2 separate regions of the Anas platyrhynchos genome follow, and region 2 is linked to region 1. A link is a contact called in public Hi-C data. All regions are on one chromosome and are shown on one strand. Each heading gives the region's core, a stretch centred on a gene start, on an enhancer-like site or on the middle of the called end of the contact. The rest is flanking DNA. Distances are from core to core; before and after follow the strand shown.

Region 1 (3,203 bases), core at 406-2,905:
CCTTCTCTAGGTGCAGGACAGCTGCAGCCGGCTGCTCCTCTGTGTAAAACCTCACGCCTAGCCGAAATTCAGTCTGTGGAGAACCAGGCTAAGGAATGACTGCGGGGCCTGCTGCTCCTTGCAGCATCCCCTCACTGCAGTGCCGCAACAGCACCGAGGGCATCCCTGGGAGAGGGGAACCTTACTCCTGCCACAGCCCCTGCTGCAGGAAAGCCCTTGTCACCACCCCAGAAGTGCCCTCAAAGTCACTCAGCCAATGCTGCCCAGCGCCTTTTGGTGGCAGACCCATCTCCTCTTCCCCACACCCAGCCATGGCCATGAACTTTAGGATCATCGCCACGATCCCAGCCAACACAATCCATCTTTCTAACCCCTGTGGATAAAACCCGTGGATGGGGTGCTCACCATGTGTGGCCTGGCCTCCAGGTCAATGAAGTCGGCCTCCTTGACGCCCGCCATCATCTGGTAGTACTCCAGGTTCTGCTTCATCTCCACGTGCTCAGGGTTGGCCACAAAGAAGGTGTGCGCCGCTGCCACCGCCTTCGCCACCTTGTTGATCTGGGTGGGGGGCGGCAGAAGGCATGAGGAACCGGGACCGAAACCTCCTCCCGTTTGTCCACGGCCCGTGCGCACGGTGCTGAGGGGAAGCTCCCCAGGGCCCCGATGGGGTCACAGAACAGCATGGGGAAGGGCAGAACAGACCCCTGGGATCGTCCTGTCCAGCCGCCCCCTACCCAAAAAGCAGCAGCCCGGCTCTGCCCCGCTGCTGCGGCTCCTCCAGCAGGGCCGCGGCCGGGCCGAGCCTCCACGTTCCCCCCCCCCCAGCCCCCAAAGAGCCAGGACCGGGACCGGGCGAGCGCAGCGGGGCCGGTCCCGGGGCTCCTCGTCCCCCGGCGCGGCAGGCCCGGGGCGGGCCGCGGCCAGGCCCGACGTGGCACCGCGGGGGGAGCCGGGGAGGGCGGGGAGGGCCCGGGGCCGCCTCCCGACCCCCGCCGCCAGGGCGGCCGCCGGCCCCCGAGCCCCGGCCCCCAGCATCGCCCCCTCCCGGGGCCCGGGACACCCCCGGCGTCCCCCCGGCCGCGGAGCTCCGCTCCCGGGGGACCCCGCGGGGCGCTCCCCGCCCGCCCCCGCCCGCGGGGCCGTACCTTGAAGTAGGCGACCTGGAGGTAGTTGTAGGGGCTGCGCTTGCGGAACTCGCGCTCCAGCTCCTCGCCCAGGCGGTACCTGGAGGGCGCGGCGGGGCCGCAGCGCCGCAGGCAGGCAGCGCGCCGCAGCAGCCCCCGGAAGAAAAGGAGGTCGCGGAGCGGGGGCTCGGGCTCGGGCTGGAGCCGGGGCTGCTCCTCCGCCAGCCCGGCCGTGGCGTTGGCGCAGCTCAGGCGGCACCGCAGTAGCCGGGAGCGCAGCGCGGCGCGGGCACGCAGCGCCCGCTCCATGTGCAGCACCACGCCCGGCCAATCGCCCCGCGCGTACGCCTCGGCGCCGGCGGCGAACAGCGCGTCCTGGGGCTCGGCCGGCAGCGGGGGCCCGGCCGGCTCCGAGGGCTCCGAGGGCCCCACCGGCTCCGGGGGCCCCGCTGCCCACGCCAGCAGCGGCAGCAGCGGCAGCAGCTGCCCCGCCAGCGCCATGGCCCAGCCTGGGCTCGCCCCGCCCCCGGCAGGCCCGGCCCCGGCAGGCCCCCCCCCCGTGAGGCCCCGCCTCTGTCCCCGGCATGGCGGCGGCGGCGGCGGGGGGGGAAGCGGAGCCTGGCGGCGGCGGCGGCGGCGCGGGCCTGGCCCTGGCCCTGGTGGAGGGCGGCGCCGGGCGGGCCGCACGCGTCGGGGACCCGGGGGACCTGGTGGCGCTGGCCCGGCAGGTGCAGCAGGTGAGGGGAAGCGGCTGGGGCGGGTGTGGGGCTGCGCAGGCGGCCGCTGTCCCGCTGCTGCCCGGCCTCCTCCGGGGCCTCCCGGGATCAGCGCCGGTCCCGGGGCCGCTGCTCCCAGTGCCGCCCTCCGTCTCCTGGGGCCCCTGTCCCGTGCCCTGTGCTGTGCCCTGTGCCCTGCTGCCTCCCCCTGTGCCTCCCAGTCTGTCCTGCCTCCCCTAGTGCCTCCCAGCGTGTCCTGCTGCCTCCCCCAGTGCCTCCCAGTCGCCCCAGTACATCCTCCCACCTTCTCCCAGTGCATCGCGCTGCCTCTTGGCCTAGCAGAGTCTCCTGGAAATTCCCCCCGCCCCCTCTGCTGCTGGCTGCAGCCCCAGGCACCCCGGTGCCTCCTCCTGGCCCTGTGGCTTTCACTTCCCTTCCTGGGGGTGCCTTGGTGTCCCCCTGCCAGGCTGCTGGGCTCAGAGCTCCCTGGGCAGCTCCTGCACCACCACAGCCCTGTCCAAGCCCTGAGCGAGGCTGTGGCCATGGCTTCTCCAGCGCACGTGCAGATCTCTGGCGTGGAAGTGTCCAGAGAGAGCCCTGGCTGCCCCGGTCCTGAACAGCCCCATTCTTCCTTGCAGGCGGGTGACTTCGTCCGAGCAAACGCCTGCAACCGCCTGACCGTCATTGCCGAGCAGATCCGGTATTTGCAGGAGCAGGCTCGGAAGGTGAGGGCAGGTCTCTTGGTGGCTGGGCGGGGAGCTCATTGCCTTGTGCTTGCACATTGGCTGTGAGGAACCAGCCAACAACCTAGCTTCGTAGGTGATGGCAAAGCATTTGGAACAACCTGGATGCGAATCATTGCCAGAAGCCAAACAGAGAAGGTTCAGTGGGGACACAGTGAAGGTTTATTGTCTGGTACCAGCTGGGGGCGGGGGAGATGTTTTTGGGACTTTCCCTTACTCCTCTGCATAGCAAGGAGGACTTCTGCCTGTGCAGACCAACTTCTTTCTCAGGAGCAATGGGAGCTGGGGGCCAGACCAGAGCAGCTCAGGCGTCAGTGGTGGCTGTGTGATGGGAATCTCCTGTCCCTGCAGCCTGTGGGTCATGCTCCAATGTGGACCTGGCACAGAACAGATGAGCTTTTCCCCAGTGATTGGCCACGTCTCAGCTCTTGAGTTTGTCCAGGCTCTTTTGCCAGAGCAGTCAGAACCTGGCCACAAACACAGTGGGGCTTGGTGTCCTTGGTTCTGCCTTCACCCCTGGGGCTGCAATCATGAGTTCTGGAAGCAAAGAGAAGGATTGGAGTGAGAAAGGAGCTGCCAGTCACTGCGACTGGCCCGCAGCCATCGGGGCGAGTGTGTCA
Region 2 (3,203 bases), core at 366-2,865, 39 kb after region 1:
TATGTTTGCTCTGTCAAGTCCAGCGGTTTTAGGGGAAGCTGTTTCACAGTTAAGGGCATGTTTGCTGTGGTGTTTGCTACTCTATCTGCAGCTGGGATCTTCTTTTCTTAAGCCTCTTGGAGCTGGATAGGGAGACAGAGTTCTGCAGCTTTCCCAGGAAGGTGTTAATCTGTTCAGTCACTCTTTAATCCTGTTCTCCCTTTTCTTCTGAGTAATGTGCTCATTCTTGCTGTCAGTGGTGTGCCTTATGCTTAAGCACGTTGTGCAAGGAAAGATGCGCATGCTTGATAAGACCTCTGAGGTGCAACTGCATCTTTACCAGCACCTTTGGAGCATGTTTTTTGGCATGGGTCAAATGGCAGTGCACCACTTAGCAAATGCTACCTGTTATCAGTGTGCTGCCTCATCTGACCTGGCATGGCTGTCTTTGTTGTGTGCACTCTGCTTGATTTGTGTCTGTCTGCTCTTCCTTCCTTAGTGGGCTCCTGGGGGGAGATGGGATGAGGTGCAGCCACCTTCATCAGTTAAGTCAGGTCAGTGTGCTTTTGAAGCCAATCTCCAAGCTGTCCGTAAGCCATGCGTTCTGGTTAACATCCCAGAGCATGCTAGCTGGAGTTGTGTTAGGTGTACACTGCAAACATGGCAGCCCCTGGGCTGGGAGGACAGGAGGGAAGTGTCCCCTCCTGTGCTGTCCTGCGAGCAGCCTCGCATCGAGCCTCTCCCTGTCCTAGTGCAGCTGCTCAGCAGCACCACTGCTTCCTCAGTGTGCACAGCTTCCTGGGGCCCCACGGGGAAATGGGCAAGAGCAAGCGAGCCCATGTCTCTAGCGTGTTTGAATTGGATATTGTACTTCATCAGTTCACTGGGTTTGTGTCTGTGGGACCTGGCTAGAGTGAGTTTGAAGGCCACCCAAAAAAACGTGTGGTTACTGCTGGGTATGGTTTCACTTGGTGAACACGTTCCTGTTGTCTCTGCCATTTGCTGCTGTAGATGCAGCTAAAAACAGACTGATGATTTTGGCATGGTCCCAAGAGACAGCAATGTCCTCTGCTACTTGGCCACCATCTAGGCCTTGCTTTGCAGCTGGTAGCAGCTGCCTCCTTTTCAAAACAGACTGAGTGGGACAGAGAGTGCTGTTGTCAGCACTGCCCAGACCCAGCCTTCCTGTAGCCTTAACTCATGCTCACCGGCTTGTCTTCCTGCATGGCTGTTTTACCTGGGGTCCTGTGCTGGGGAGGTGCACTGCTTTGCTTTCCCCTGCCACCTACACTTGTCTTCCTCCAAGAAACGTTCCTCCCTGTTGCTTCTCTTCCTCCTCTGGTCCATCTGAAGCCTGCAAGTCACTGCTTGAATGCCTGGGCACCTTGTTAAGGACTTAAGTTTCATGGAGAGGATCAAGCACATAAGAGGAAATTACTGCTTCTGAAACTGTAAAAAGGAATCATAAAGCGGTTAAACTAAGAATAAATCTCTTCTGGCTGGCAAAAGGAGCAGGGCTCTTTTCCTGGTGGTGTATTTCTGCTGGCTTAGTTCCCTTAGTTCCCACTGTGAGCTGTCCTTTTCGTGAGCTGAATCAGTTCCTGAAACCCCGCCTGGGAGAAGCCTGATCACAGGAGCTCCAACCAACCAACAGCTTTGTGAACTCCTGCCCTAAATGACTTGTCCAGGATTGTGCAAGAAACTGGTAACAGGGCACAGGCTCAAGCTCAACAGCCAGGTTATCTTAGCGAGAGATCCTGCTGCCCTGCCATAGACATACCAGTGAGTCCAGGACCTCCTCCCTTTTCTTCCTTGGGATTCTTTCTGATGCTTACAGGTCAGCTCCTGCTCGCTGTAGTGAGGTAAAATCGAGAAGAACATTTGGCATCTGCCTGGACCTGGATAAATAGCCTGGTGTGGGGGGAAGCCCTTGTCCCAGACAGAGGACATCTGGATGGTGGTAGGGGAGTGAAACTCCCCATGCTGCGGCAGGACTCCGGTCTGATTTTGATAACTCTTGGATATAGATTTTTGTGTTTTTAGGTCTGGCCTGATGTGGGTGCCCTCTGCCTGCTTCTCTGCTTTGTTGGAGGTTGCCAGTAACAAAGGCAGCGTGTTTGTTGGATTACCCCTTATCTAGTGATCCCTGGAAGCTAGTGAAGTATTTTGCTTTCCCCAAGGTTTTCTTTGGCCTGGATTGTCAAGGTAAGCTTTAATAGGGAACATTGCTGCTAAGGACCAAAAAGACCTAAAGGTCCCTAGAACCGCTTTGCAGCCAGGTAGGGGCCTTCCCTGAGCCATTAATGCTCAGCTCACTGCACCCGAAGGCAGGCAGTGTGTGGTGGGCTGCGTTTAACCTATTGTGCCATACCTGGGCAAGCAGCTTTGGGTGCTCGGAAATGGAGTATTTCCTGTGGGCAGCCCTTAAATGGTTCCGTTTCAAGCTGCCCTCTGGTGGTTTCAGACTGGATGGCTGAAATGAAAAATCAGCCCATTTTACTGACGTCAGCCTCCTGCAAGGGCTGCTGCAGGATGTGGGAGCAGTGCTCCCAGCACCGCACTCGGCGGGCTTCTGGAGGTGAGCAGTGCTTGCAGCGGTGTGGGACACTGGGGACTTGACTCCAGCAGCCCTCGGGGCGTTCAAGACAGCTGGCAGGGCTGCCTGGGTCATGTTGGCAGCTTGCAAAGCTGGATGAGAGCTGAATGAATCAGCTGGAAGAACCCCAGAGCTTGGTGCCCTGCGTTGGGGATGACTGGCTGGGTGTTTCAGGGCGGGGTGTAGGGGTACAGAACTGGGCAGGTGCAGGTCAGAGGCCTTAAAGCACTTCCTCCTGGGCTCTGATAAGAAATGGGCTTGAGCTGTGTAGCGCAGATTTACTGTCATCTTTAATACCACCCTTGCCACCAGTATTTGTGCTGGGATAGGCTATATAAGCAGTAATAGTATATTACTAAAAAGTATAAGCTATACTATTACTAAAAGTATATAAGCTATAATACCTGCTTCATTTTTACATCTCAGTTTCCTGACTTTAGGATTTATGCTTCTGTGAAAATACTTCCTCTTGTTACTTGTGCGTTTCTAGCTTTTCCTTGGTTTTGAGAAAATCAAGGTGCTGCTACGGGTTGTGTTAGCACAGCGTGGTGTTACCACCTGCACGTATGAGGTGTGCGTTCATCTGCTTGATCCTTCTGTGCATCCACGTGCTGTGTTTCTCAGGCTA

The links. Hi-C and Micro-C count contacts between places; a contact is called where the count stands out from the background.
Region 2: a contact with region 1 is called in a Hi-C map of liver, with 3 times the contacts expected there. The contact joins the enhancer-like site here to the promoter of P3H1 in region 1. A contact is called at or near these places in 2 of 8 Hi-C or Micro-C datasets (liver and skeletal muscle).

The regions. Positions count from the first base shown.
Region 1 is chr22:8,121,622-8,124,824 of IASCAAS_PekinDuck_T2T, forward strand. P3H1 (prolyl 3-hydroxylase 1) reads right to left here and starts at 1,656. Exons shown (of 15, transcript XM_027443201.3): 1 at 1,146-1,656; 2 at 406-558; 3 at 1-73. The coding sequence starts at 1,625. C22H1orf50 (chromosome 22 C1orf50 homolog) reads left to right here and starts at 1,688. Exons shown (of 4, transcript XM_027443203.3): 1 at 1,688-1,861; 2 at 2,479-2,565. The coding sequence starts at 1,709.
Region 2 is chr22:8,161,021-8,164,223 of IASCAAS_PekinDuck_T2T, forward strand. No RefSeq gene overlaps it. Among named protein-coding and RNA genes, the nearest start is that of CDC42, 30 kb to the left of the region's middle. Within about 2 kb of position 1,616, at least 3 of the 8 cell types and tissues checked have an H3K27ac peak or open chromatin away from gene starts, as enhancers often do.